Regions from separate parts of the Zea mays genome. Here regions 1 and 3 are each linked to region 2. The links are chromatin contacts, called in public Hi-C maps. All regions are on one chromosome and are shown on one strand. The core of a region is the stretch at or near the end of the contact, and the rest is flanking DNA. Distances in the headings are between cores, read along the strand shown.

What was found. Hi-C and Micro-C count contacts between places; a contact is called where the count stands out from the background.
Region 1: a contact with region 2 is called in a Hi-C map of leaf, with 2.2 times the contacts expected there. The contact joins the promoter of LOC109944078 here to the promoter of LOC100502312 in region 2.
Region 3: a contact with region 2 is called in a Hi-C map of leaf, with 6 times the contacts expected there. The contact joins the promoter of LOC100383287 here to the promoter of LOC100502312 in region 2. A contact is called at or near these places in 2 of 25 Hi-C or Micro-C datasets (both in leaf).

Annotation. Positions count from the first base shown.
Region 1 is chr2:211,824,583-211,828,398 of Zm-B73-REFERENCE-NAM-5.0, reverse strand. It overlaps LOC109944078 (B3 domain-containing protein Os07g0563300), which reads right to left and starts at 2,389. Exons shown (of 12, transcript XM_020548583.2): 1 at 1,945-2,389; 2 at 1,547-1,628; 3 at 1,345-1,446; 4 at 66-874. The coding sequence starts at 2,288.
Region 2 is chr2:212,328,157-212,332,441 of Zm-B73-REFERENCE-NAM-5.0, reverse strand. It overlaps LOC100502312 (DUF707 superfamily protein), which reads right to left and starts at 2,056. Exons shown (of 16, transcript NM_001363263.1): 1 at 1,743-2,056; 2 at 518-624; 3 at 275-394; 4 at 145-180; 5 at 1-26. The coding sequence starts at 364. It overlaps LOC100384761, which reads right to left. Exons shown (of 5, transcript NM_001177219.1): 4 at 3,579-4,285; 5 at 2,242-3,161. The coding sequence ends at 2,529.
Region 3 is chr2:212,608,105-212,612,312 of Zm-B73-REFERENCE-NAM-5.0, reverse strand. LOC100383287 (putative translation initiation factor family protein) reads right to left here and starts at 2,414. Exons shown (of 9, transcript NM_001175947.1): 1 at 2,264-2,414; 2 at 1,599-1,726; 3 at 902-963; 4 at 347-459; 5 at 1-27. The coding sequence starts at 1,704.

The DNA.
Region 1 (3,816 bases), core at 1,140-3,639, 500 kb after region 2:
TGGCTATAGAAAGTAATGTCTTTAAGAAAAAATACTCATTAACGTAAGTAGAATATGTCGGATACTCGCTTGATAAGTGTTGTAGCTCTTGATCTGTTATTCTAGGCCAATAGCGGGGAAGTAACTGTGATCTCGCCTTTGAATCCATTCTGGGTCTTCCATTGCGCATTTGTGCTTGGAATTCATTATAACCAGTTACAGTGTGAGAATAGAATTGTTTCTGCAATGGGGAGGAAGCCATTTGTGCTTGCTGCTGAGTTGGTGCAATTCTGATATGGTCTTTCGGTCCATTCTGTGATGGAAAATTAGAAGCCAGTGCAACTGAAAGAGATGGTGGATCATCCTTTAAATTAGACGGATGATGTGAATCAAGCTTGAAGCCAGCATCCACACTTGTAGAAGCTTCGGGCATCGCCACTTTCCTAGAAGACGAAGAGTCATTTTCTCCGCCATGGTGACTAGAATCATGAAGATTATTTGGATGTGATCCATCTCTGTGATAGAGGGTATAAGAGTATGCTGGATCCATATTGGTGGGCTGACCATGCCCATTGGGATCTCTCTCCCTCATAATGTGGATCATGCCCGCAGGAGTTATTGGTCTGTCATGCATGTCATCAGATTTCCTTTCCTGGGCATGAATAAAAGTGCGCCCAGGAAGTAACTTTTCACTACCACTAGGCCTATCAAACTCAAAAGCTAGACGCTGCTGCAAATCTGACTGTATACTGGACATGCTCCACAGATTAGTCTGTCTCCACTGACTTGAAATTTGCCCAGCAGGAGGTCTCCAACTCTTTACAGGAATGTCTTTTCTGTCAGATACATTTTGAGAACTATGAATAGGGTTGGTCCATACCGGACTTGGTGGTGCCTACGAAGCACAAGAGCCAAGGTGTTAATCAGGGATCAAAACATGAACAAAATTTGAGGAGAACAGAATATTAAACACCCACTATTCAGTTCATATAAATGGAAATCTCTTCAATATGAAAAAATCAACATCCTCTAAGTAAATAGTTGTCTGCTTCAGTAAATAGCATTAGCATGGTCTCAATAAATGTGTGACATCCTTGGCATAACTAAGTTAATTAATGGTACTAGCATGTAGAAGAGATATTAGCAACATGGTATCCACCTAACTAATGCTGTCAAACAAATAGCATAACTGAAGTCTAAAACGCAAGTGACATACTGAACACTGAAATGCGCTCCTTCAAAAACTTAATAGCCAGCAAGCAGCCATGGGTACAAGTGGCTCATGTTGCATGCACTTAGCACCCCCATCCCATCGTCCCCAGTAATAGTAAATTCTCTGACAATTGAAAAAAATTCACGACATACCATGGCAGCACGGGTGCTCCGAGCACACTTGGCGCAGTCAACCCCACCAGCGTCACGAAGCTGATACTTGTGGATGGACACGATGCAGCCACAATGTACCCTCTGCTCAATAAGAACACAAACGCACACGCCGATCAACCAACAATTAGAAAAGCCGAATAATGGTCACCAGTAGGCGTAATCAGCATGCAGAAGCAGGTACCCTCCCGCAGGATTCACAGTTCCTCCAGCCGCCCTCTTCGGAATGGAACGTTTCGCAGTATATCCCCTGTTCAAACTGAGAACTGGCCACAGAGCACAGAGCGAGGGTAGCAGCAGTAAGCGGCATGCATGCATGCATCACGATTCACGAATAAAGAGTCGCACGCAAGTCAAAACACCCAAACAAGCCACACCAACTTTACATAAAACCCCCGCGTATACCGCGAAATCGCAACGACGTGGCGATCACTCCACGTAGATCCGGTGGGCGCCATAGGCGAATCCGCCCTCGACGGCGCGAGCTTCCTGGACACGATTCGAGCATGCGCGACAGCTCGCAGACGGCGCGTTTTGAGCGGAGAGGGAGAGGAAGGTGGTTAAGGGAGGGGCGGCACGTACTAGCATCTCCCGCAGAGGTCGGCGTACACGGAGTAGGGCGGGCCCGAGCGGACCTTCCACCCGCGGCGGCCGAAGGAATTGGGGTCGGGGTCCTTGCAGTAGGAGTTCCAGCAGATCGGGCCCCGGTACAGCGGCGGCTGCGTGCCCAGATTCAAGAGCTGCGCCGGCATCGGCAGTTGCGGGCCGGAAGCGGGGCCCGGCGGCTGCGGCTGCGGCTGGATAGATGGCAGCTGCACCGAGATGGGGGTCGCGGAGACCGTTGCGGGCGCGGCAGTGGGGGCCGCGGCGGCTGGCGGCGGGGGAGGCTGCACCGGCGGCGCCTGCTGGGTCGCCGGGGACGACATGGCCGAGCGCCACACCGAGCCGGCGGCCGCGCTGTGAGGCGAGGGGGTTGGGGGAGGGGGGGCGTGAGAATCGTGGAGGCGATAGGAATAAGACGACGATGGGCAGAGGACGAGACGGAGGAGGTGAGGCTTTTAAAGCAGCGGCAGTAGTGCTACCGTCTGCTGCTGCTACGTGTACACTGCCTCGTAGTATATAGGTCTGTCACCACATCACTGCGTATATCTTCGTTAGGCTAGCAAGTGTTTGAGATTATAATATACCGCCATTATATAATACAACAAATTTTGACATATCATAATACTAAACAAACACCCTCTAAGTCTAATGTAACCAGTTTATCTTCTATTTTTAATTTTGTACTCAGTAAACAATATAGTAGTACATCACTACAGCCTACAGATATAGACAGTACAGTAATTTTATCCTTTTCACTATTTTGAAATACGAAAAAGATCCAAATCCAAAACGCAAAGGTCGTCTTATTTAAAACTTCAATCATCCTCTCTCTCCCACTTCACACCTTAGAACGCACTGTTCTTATTCTTATAGAGAGAAAGGTGTTTTCTCATCTTCTTAACTCGAAATGAAATGGCTGAGGAAAAGAAGGTTCCTTTTGAATTATTTCCCTCCCCTAAGCCGAGTCTGCACCCTGTTCACTAAACCTAGACTGTTTCCTTCTAGGTTCATTATCACTAACCTAATTAAATCATCAACGTGACGGCGTTGTGCGCCGAGAGCAACCGATAAATCCAACCACTTCTCTCCTCCTGTAGTCCTGTTATCCCACAGCTCGTAGGCGAACTGTCTGGGTCGTGGTAGCGACCTTTTGCACCTTCTCCCGTACGTCCCGCGAGAATCGTGCATGCATAGAGATATTATTATCACCTTCGTCCAGTCAACAAAATAAAATCTCCGAAATACCGAAAATTAAAAAAGGGGGGATTTGTTGACAATGCCCTCCAAATACCACTCGTCAATCAGCAATTCTTCTGGCTAGAGTATTCAATTTCAATCCCAGCCTGCAACGGCAAAGTCAAACGGAAACGGAGGAAAACGTGCTCGATCCACGCGTGCACGTTCGATCCCCAATCCCGCCCCCGTCCCCGGCCCCTTCTAGCACGGCTGCATGCGGCTGTAAAATAAACTAGCGAAAAGGACAGACGCCGTTGTATATATAATAGCCTCAATGCAATGCAACCCGCATCGAACAATAACGACGTGATAGCTAGAGTATATATTTAATAAAGTTGTTGAATGCTAGCTGATAATGGACGTAGCACTGGTGGATGAATAAACAGTACTAGTACGCCACAATCATGATGTAGAGAACGTACGTAGTTACGCTAGCGGCTAGCCTACAACGCAACAACGGAGCCCGACCCGGGGGCCCGTGGCGTGGCCGTGGCGATCAGGCTCTAACCAAGGCCGCTTGTTCCTAAAATGTAAATGATAACGGTAATAGTTCACAAGCGGTAATAAATTTGAATATCCTGATATCAATTCCTAGTATAATATTCTATTACGACT
Region 2 (4,285 bases), core at 807-3,306:
AACTTAACAGCATCTCTGTCAGAGACCTGATGTTTACATTGGAGCACAAATCATAATTAGAAACAGAGGAAAATCTGCATTTGGATTAATAGGGGGAAAAGCCAAATCTTCTGGTGTTTTTAACGAAAAAATGCGTTCACCTACCGTCACTGTATCAAATGGATGGGATTTTGCTTCCGACTGTAAAGTTGCATAATCACATCAGATTAATCTTTTAGGTATATTTACGTTCACAGAACCCTGTTTCAATAAACCAGGGGATACTGGTTGTTACCGATGTCTGCTTATGTTGAAAGCTAGCCATGTTGTACACCAGGAATATGATGATCACGCACAGGACCAACAGATGCAACCGCAGTTTCATCTTAGGACACCTACCGCCCCCCTTACCATTCTGTACGATCAAAAGTAGGTAGCAATATAGTATCATGACCTCGCACTCAACCAACCCTTTAAGGGTTCAGAAAATGTAGATGTCACTAGTAAGTAATCATCAAAAGAACACAAGCAAACTCACCTTATCTTTCAAGGCACTAGCTTTCTGTGTGCAACTGGAAACAGATGGATCGCCTTCTTATGGTGTCAAGAAGCAACTCAAGCAAGTCAGGTTCATTTCATGACGCCCTGCTTGCAGGATGGCAGGTCATAAAAAAACAGCACAATGAATAATGCCATTATTTTTATAATGGAAAAAATGGCTCATCACGTTTCATTCTGGGTGGTCCCGAAATATGTTCTAAGTAAAGATTTGGCGTGTTGCTCAAGTTCAGGCATACCACACAGAACAAAGGAGAAATTTCTTAACATATAACATGGAACACCATTGTATTTGATGGAGCCAGGCGGCCAGGCCTAGAAGAGGTAGTACACCATCCGTGTTAGTCAGATTTGTTAGTACACAATCCGTGTTAGGCACTTAAAATATGTTGGGCTGTTTGTTAGTCAGGTCTTACCATGTCTTTTGTAAGCTTTAGAGTTTTAGTGGTTTTGTCTACGGTCTCCTATTTTGTCCGGGATAGGAGACTATCATGTAACGGACTTTTCTTCTTCTTAATATAAAGATACATAGCTCTCCTATATATTCAAGAAAAAATATTAAAAATACACTTTTTTAGTTCCAGAGACCTGTCCCAGCCGAACTTTGCAAAAGGACCAAAACACCTCACACAGGACACATTGATCACACAGTCAAACAACCTGAAATCAACAGGTTCCAGGCGCGCGCGCACACACACATCAGATAAGAAAAATACTTTAGCATCGCTTTCTCCAAATTTTGCTGGTGAAACGGAAAAGGAGAGGAAGTTGACAAGGGGGCGAAATCTCGAACGAATAGATAGATGAACGTCTGGCGCAAGCATCATGCATGATCTCGCTTTTGTTTGTTCGGAGTGCAGCAGTGCCCCCTCGAAGCAAATTGACGGCAAAGGGATGTGACGCGCGCATCGATGCCGAGGCCCAAATGGGGCGGGAACACTGACGCGCCTGCCGAGACCGAATTACGCTACGCTCTATGAAGTATGACTGTATGAACCCAACCTTCTCCAGTTTACAGGTCTGGGGGCACCTCGGGATAACGAGGGCGCCCCAACCCCAAGAGATCGTTTCCCAAATCCCAATTACAGACAGGTAAGAGCACCCAAGTCCCAAGGCACGATCAGAACCAATCCATGATATACCAGGTGCAGTAGCACACGGATATCTGAACAATCGGATTGAGTGAGGAGAACAAAACGAATTACCACGGCGGCGGGAGGAGCCGGAGATGATGCCGCGGCGAGCGGGAGGCCTCGGAGCTGAGCGCGCAATGGGCGGTGGTGGAGCGCCACTCGTCACACGAGCGGGCGCCTTGGCAGCGAGGGCACCGGTGGTGCTGATTGTGTCGTGGGAATGGCTAACGAAACATCTCGCGGTGCCGGAGCCCGGAGGGATTGGGAAATGTTGGGTGGGAGTTGGGACGGGGCACGGGCACGGGCACGGGCGGAGGCGACCGCGGGAAGGAGCGAGACAGCCGAGAGCGCGAGAGGAACGGCGATGCTCACAGCTCGCTCGCGCGCGCGCCCCACGCGGCCTCCTCCGCGACCGGGTTTTCCGCTCGGTTTATTGGTTCATCGTCGCTGCGCTGCGCTGGCGCGTGTGCTAGACGGTGACGCACGGCCCACGAGCGGATCGCCATCAGCCCATCCCTGACGTTGCTCTTATCTGGTTCAGTGTGACAGACTGATGATAGGTAACTTCGGTGTTCAAGCATCAGTTCACATGGTATAACAACTTAAACTACTATAAGCATTACATGGTCAGATATGTATAGCCTAACTCGGATAATCTCAATATAAAAATGAGGGTTCCCTTCTAATTGTCCTTACTCCTTACAAAACAACATCAGAAACAACTAACCCTTCCTGTTACATCAGTTTGAATACTGGGACAATAACTTTTTTTTGTCAGGTAAACAAACCGGAAGGGAACAGCCTATGATATATGGTTAAGCTGTACACAGTTTCACCGGCATTGAGCTGATGGTAGCTTCACCGCCGGCTCCTCTTGCCCCCTTTGCTGGAGCTATCATCATGTGCTTCCACACTCCTCTTCCTGCCTTTGCTGGGGCTATCTACCTGTGCCCCAGCGCTACTTTTCCTGCCTTTGATGGGGCTATTTTCCTGTGCCCCAGCAATCCTCTGCCCACTCTTTGGAGGCCGACCCACACCCCTCTTCTTGGCTGGCTCATTTCTCTTTGTAGTCTTTTGATTAGCCAGCTCATCACTGCAAGGTCTCTTGCCATCCCCTTCCTTGGCAGCAGCATCCCTTGAAGAAACCTTGCTTGCCCTTGCATCCCCAGAGTGCAAGCTTGTTCTTGAAAAATGCAGGGCTCGAGCATTCTTCTTTATTACAGGGGCACCAGCTGTTCTGGTCTCTCGATGGCTTTTCAAGAACAAGCTTGCACTCTGCTTCACAGTTTTGCATGCAAAGTCACGAAGCTCAACCGCAGCCATGTGCTCTAATGTAGTCTTCGGATAGAAGGTTATTACATTATTGATGAAAATAAGTATATCTCTCAAAAGCTCCTTGGTGCCAGAGATTGCGCCACTCTTGATCTTAGAGTGAAGCATTCGGAAGTCCATATGCCGGCGAATCATCTTCTTATATCTAGCTCTTTTCCTCTGTATATATAGACGAATGGTAAGGAGTCAGATGAAATTCAGACCATAAGTGTTCACGCTATTTCACAGACCTTGAGAATGATTTGATGGAACAATTAACTTGAAAAGTAAAACAATCAACTATAGCCAGCTAGTGAGAAAATAACCATCATTAAAACCCCACAAAAATCTTAGCTGAGTAACTAGCAGGAAAAAAAGTGGAACAGTTTTAATAGTAGTCTTAAAATTATTAGCACCCACATGAAGTATCCCATCTCTCAAATGACCTAAGGAGTCATTATAGTACACACACACACACAGAGAGAGAGAGAGAGAGAGAGAGAGAGAGAGAGAGAGAGAAGAGAGAGAGAGATAATTTAGACCATCACTGAGGCACTGCAAAAACAAAATTGATGAAACTCGGTGAACCTATCATACCTGGGTATCAAGTTGGTGTTGCAACATTTTGCAGTCATCTTGAGTTGATATAGTATTCAAAATCTCTGCCAGCTTTAGTTTAACGCTCTCAATCACAGGCTGGCAACATTCTGCCTTTGGAGATCTCAAGCCCTTCTTCGTAACATCAGATCCTGCTTTGGGAGTTTTCCAGTCCATAACATCAGGTTCTACTTTCGGTATTTTCATCCCCTTCTTCATACCATCAGACTCTGCTTTAGAAGTTCTCACGCCCTTCTTCATCATATCAGATTCTGTTTTGGGAGCTTTCAAGCCCTTCTTCATTATACCAGATCCTACATTTAGGGTTTTCAAATCCTTATTCATCACATCAGATTCTACCTTTGGAGTTTTCACACCCTTCTTCACAACAACTGATTCTAAGTTTTGAGTTTTGAAGTTCTTCATGCAGCCTTTGGACAAACCCTCCCCCTGTATGCATGCTGTAGATGTAGGCTCACCATCCCCACTACTATCACCAGCTTTCAGAAGTGTCCTTCTAGCTCTCATTACTCTTTGTTTTCTAGAACCCCAAAGCAAGCCATCTTTGGGACCGACCTTTTCAACTTGGGCCTGGGGATATGACTCGTCTGGTGATGGATTGATAACTTGAATTGAATCAGTATCACACTGCTGCACTTTCTGAGATTTCTGACTGTTGCTTGCTTCCTCTGTGAAACTAGCAGCTG
Region 3 (4,208 bases), core at 1,165-3,664, 280 kb before region 2:
CTATCTTCTTTTCCGCTTCCATAGGCCCTTAATTAAAATGAAACATAATCAACAGATGGTGAACAAGGGCGTCATGAGTCATGACACAGCATATAATTCTTCACATTTGATCATCAAATGCTAAATAATACTCCTATCTAATACAATTTTTACAACTAGTCATTGGAGAGTTTGAGCATGGTCTTTGAAAGATATAAACCAGTAAATGAATTGTATGAACACAAAATTCAGAAGAGGTCAAAGCTTAGAGCAATCATGCTGACTCTTCATTATTAACAAGTGACAAAATAGAAATATATGATGATGTTAATAAAGAACTCTGACATTCAGTGTATGGTAAGCATACTTGTAGCACATTGGTCGTGGACATCTGTCATCCTCACATTTGTAGATTTTTGCATTAGCATAGCCCAGCTTTATAGTAATGTTACGTTCCAGCTCATTCTTGAACCGAACAGTCTACAAGGCAAAACTTAGCCATCAAAATATTTGTGGAAAACAAATAACATACCAAGCACAAACATGGTGAAAAATGATTGGGACTCAAAAAAAAAGTTCCTAACCAGTCTATGTCATTGTAACATATGCTAAGAAACAAAAGCACAAACCACAATTTGTATGTCACAGTAATATATACTAATATCAAATAAACTCCCAGAAAGTTCCCTGAGCCATATATTTAACAAAATTGTACATGTATTGTAATGAATTTCGAACCTTCCAGAGCAGTTTGCTCACTAATGTACCAAATTCTAAAATGTGTGTATAATCATCAAATGCCGGAGTAATGTGGTGAACACATAAGCAGATACAGAAAGATGACACATAAAACTGACACCAAAGACATGACTTGGACCCAATGCTTGAAAACAAATATTATACTAGAATATGTGAATCACACCTGAACTCCGGATATAGCCTTCACAACAGTAGACTTTCCATGAGCCACATGGCCAATGGTACCTGAGATATTTGTAGAAAAAAAAATATTATGCTATCGCAGGAGTTCTCATTTCGCATAATTTGAATACATATACAGGCCATTTCCAAATCCATAATAAGCTTTACAAACAAAAGTGACTGATTGTTCATAAAATCACAGGTTTTTTTGTATTTATATGCATTATAGAATGCACCATGTACATTTCTATTAGACACAAATCATCATATAAAAAGTAACCACATATCTTACCAGTAAAAGTAGTGATGTGGGACAACAACAAATAACAAAGTTTCATCGCAATATTAGGTGAACATGACACATGAGATTTCAGTTCGGGAGAAAAAGCTTAAGCAGATGCATCCAGAAGGAAGAGGATGGGTCCAACATTTTAAGTATCAGAAAATAAGTAATAGCATAGACATGAAACTCAAGAATTATTAGTCATGAGGTACAGGGCTGCATGAAATGTAGGATTGCATGGTGCCACACACAAAGAGCTTAATGCTAGTGACGAATGGCTGGATCATTATTCTAGAGATCAAAATAGTTTTTGTGCATAAGAAAACTTAAAAGAAACAAAATAAATCAATAGATCAGGTGTGCTGACATCAAATCCGAGAACCATACAACCATGGTAAACAGATTGCATCCATACCAATATTGATTGTTGCTTGGCGTGAGATAACTTCAGGTGACAGTGGGTCAAGCTTTGTCACATCCAATTTGCTTAAGTCCTGTTCCATCAATCCACGGCGAGCCATCTTGGAAACCGCACAGTGGTAACTGGAAAGATAAACCTAGTGTCTTTGTTCAGTGCTTACTTACTCAACACTAACTACATGAGAAACAGCATTAAGCATTCTTCCTCTCTAGCATAGCATCGCCAATTGGGAACACATGGGCAGGCAAGACCAGCGATCAACACAAATTTCATAATATAATGACACAGATGCATCAAGTCCTAACTGCTAATCGCTACTCAGTGAGGTGCGAACTTAGCGTTGGATGGGCGTTCAAATGAACAAAAAATCTATTAACCGTTCTGGGAAATTTGGATCCGATAGCTCGTAGCAGAGCTAGTAAGAACAAATTGCGTCGAAGCAGGTCAGGGTTCCTTACCAATCAGGGGCGAGCCCAGTAAAGAACATGAGTGTACACATGTACATACGGTAATTTTTGCAGTAAAGTCGAAGTTAGTAAGCATAATATATTATGTTGTAGTATTAGGTCAGATCCGAACACAAATAACCAGATAACTTGAGTTAGGGTTTGGGTGCTCGGTTTCGCGCAGCACCAAGGGAAGAGACGGGATAGACATACCTAGCGGGTGCTCGTCGCCGGCAAGGGCCCGACGCAGACCTGGGCACCTGGAGTAGGGTTTAGTGTGGCGGCGGAGGTCGCCCAGTCGTCGCTAGTGGGAAGAGAGATTCCGCGAACGGCAGCCTGGGATCAAGCTGAGGCCCCAGCTCCGACCACCCACGCGTCTGCCGCATTTCAGTGTTGAGCTACATAGGCGGCCCATGTTGAGACCCCACTGTTGCTCACTCGGGGGGAAAAACAGCGGCCCAAATGCACAACACGCTGAGTTAGGCAAATATATACGTGGCCAATGGGCCGTGCCGTGCCAGCACGGCCCGAACCCGTCATGGGCCGGACCAAATTAGATGGGCCGAGGCACGGCACAGACACTATTAATTGTCAGGCCGTGCCGTGCCGGCACTTAGCCCTACGCCGTAGCCCAAGCCCGGCATTATTGGCTTTAATCGGGTCGTGCCGGACCATAGTGCTGTGCTGGGCTTTCGTGTCGTGCTGGCCCTATACCCACATGTCAAACATCCATGCAAATAGCAAATATGTATGTAATACACAGGTTCGATAACTAAGAATACAATATACAACTATGAACCATACAATACACTAATTTGTTCTCAACACAGCCATAGTGCCATACAAATACAAGTATACAATCATCAGGCATAGTGCTTTATAAAGATACAATAAGCATACAATAAACATAAGCATACAATCAGCCATAGTGCCATACAAGTACACAATAAACATAAGCATACAATCAGCCAACAGCCATAGTGCCACTGCCATACAAGTACACAATAAACATAAGCATACAATCAGCCATAGTGCCATACAAGTATACAATAATCAGGCATCAGCCAATCAGCCATACATGAGACATCAAAAAATAGATCACCGTACTTTATAAAGAGCTATTTAGATTGGTTGCCTCGTTAAAAACCTTTAGGTAAAACCCCATTTTAACTACATGGGGACAAAACCCTAAAGGAAAAAAGAGTACAACCTAGCTCTTTTAGTGATCATGTCCATCTCCACCACCAACACAAGTCGATCCTTCTTGTGCATCAAGATACATGTTTTCCATTAGCTCTTCAAGATCTTTGTTCTCAACACAGTGTTGCTGCCGAACAGCTGCTTGCTCCCAATCCTTGGACAGGGACAACATCTCCACATGTTCTGGTGTTAGACTTCATCGTCGTTCCTCGATCAACCTGCCACATAAACTAAAAGCTGACTCAGAAGAAATAGTGGATACAGGCACAGTTAAGACATCTTTAGCTAGAATTGATAAAATTGGATAGGTTCTTTTATGATCACGCCACCAACTAAGTACACTAAATGAATCATCAAACTCAGTAAGAGGATCACTATCTAGATAAGATGATAACTCAGAAATTGTGCTCGAAATAGGTGTGTTAAAAACAGTTCCAGTAGAAACAGACGGTGATGATGATGGAGTAGTCCTCACAAACAAGGGTTATGAGCAAACCTAATATATTCCTCAAAAGCATCGGTAGCACCAATGTTCAATGGAAGATCAAGTCTAGCAATCAACCGACACAACTGAGTCCTAGCATTTACAGGATCATACTCAAAATGATGCACATGACCATCAACAGTGTAATGTAAATGAGTTTGAGATAATGAACCAGCAGCCTCAGCCTTTCTAGTACAAGCAGCAACATGCCTCAATAAATGACCAGTACCACCAGTAGATTTAGCAGACAGTTCTACATTGCAAATCTTACATACGGCAGCATACCTGACTTGCTTACCATTTAAGATTTTGAATAGAGGCTTTAGATATTTCCAAACCTCAGATGTCGATGCTCTGGTTCTCATTCTCTTGTTGTCACCACCCGCGGTGCTCTCAAGACTTGCTCCTTCGCCATCCAAACTATTAGGACATGAGGGATTTGAACCCAACACTGTGTCTTCCCCTTCTGCATTG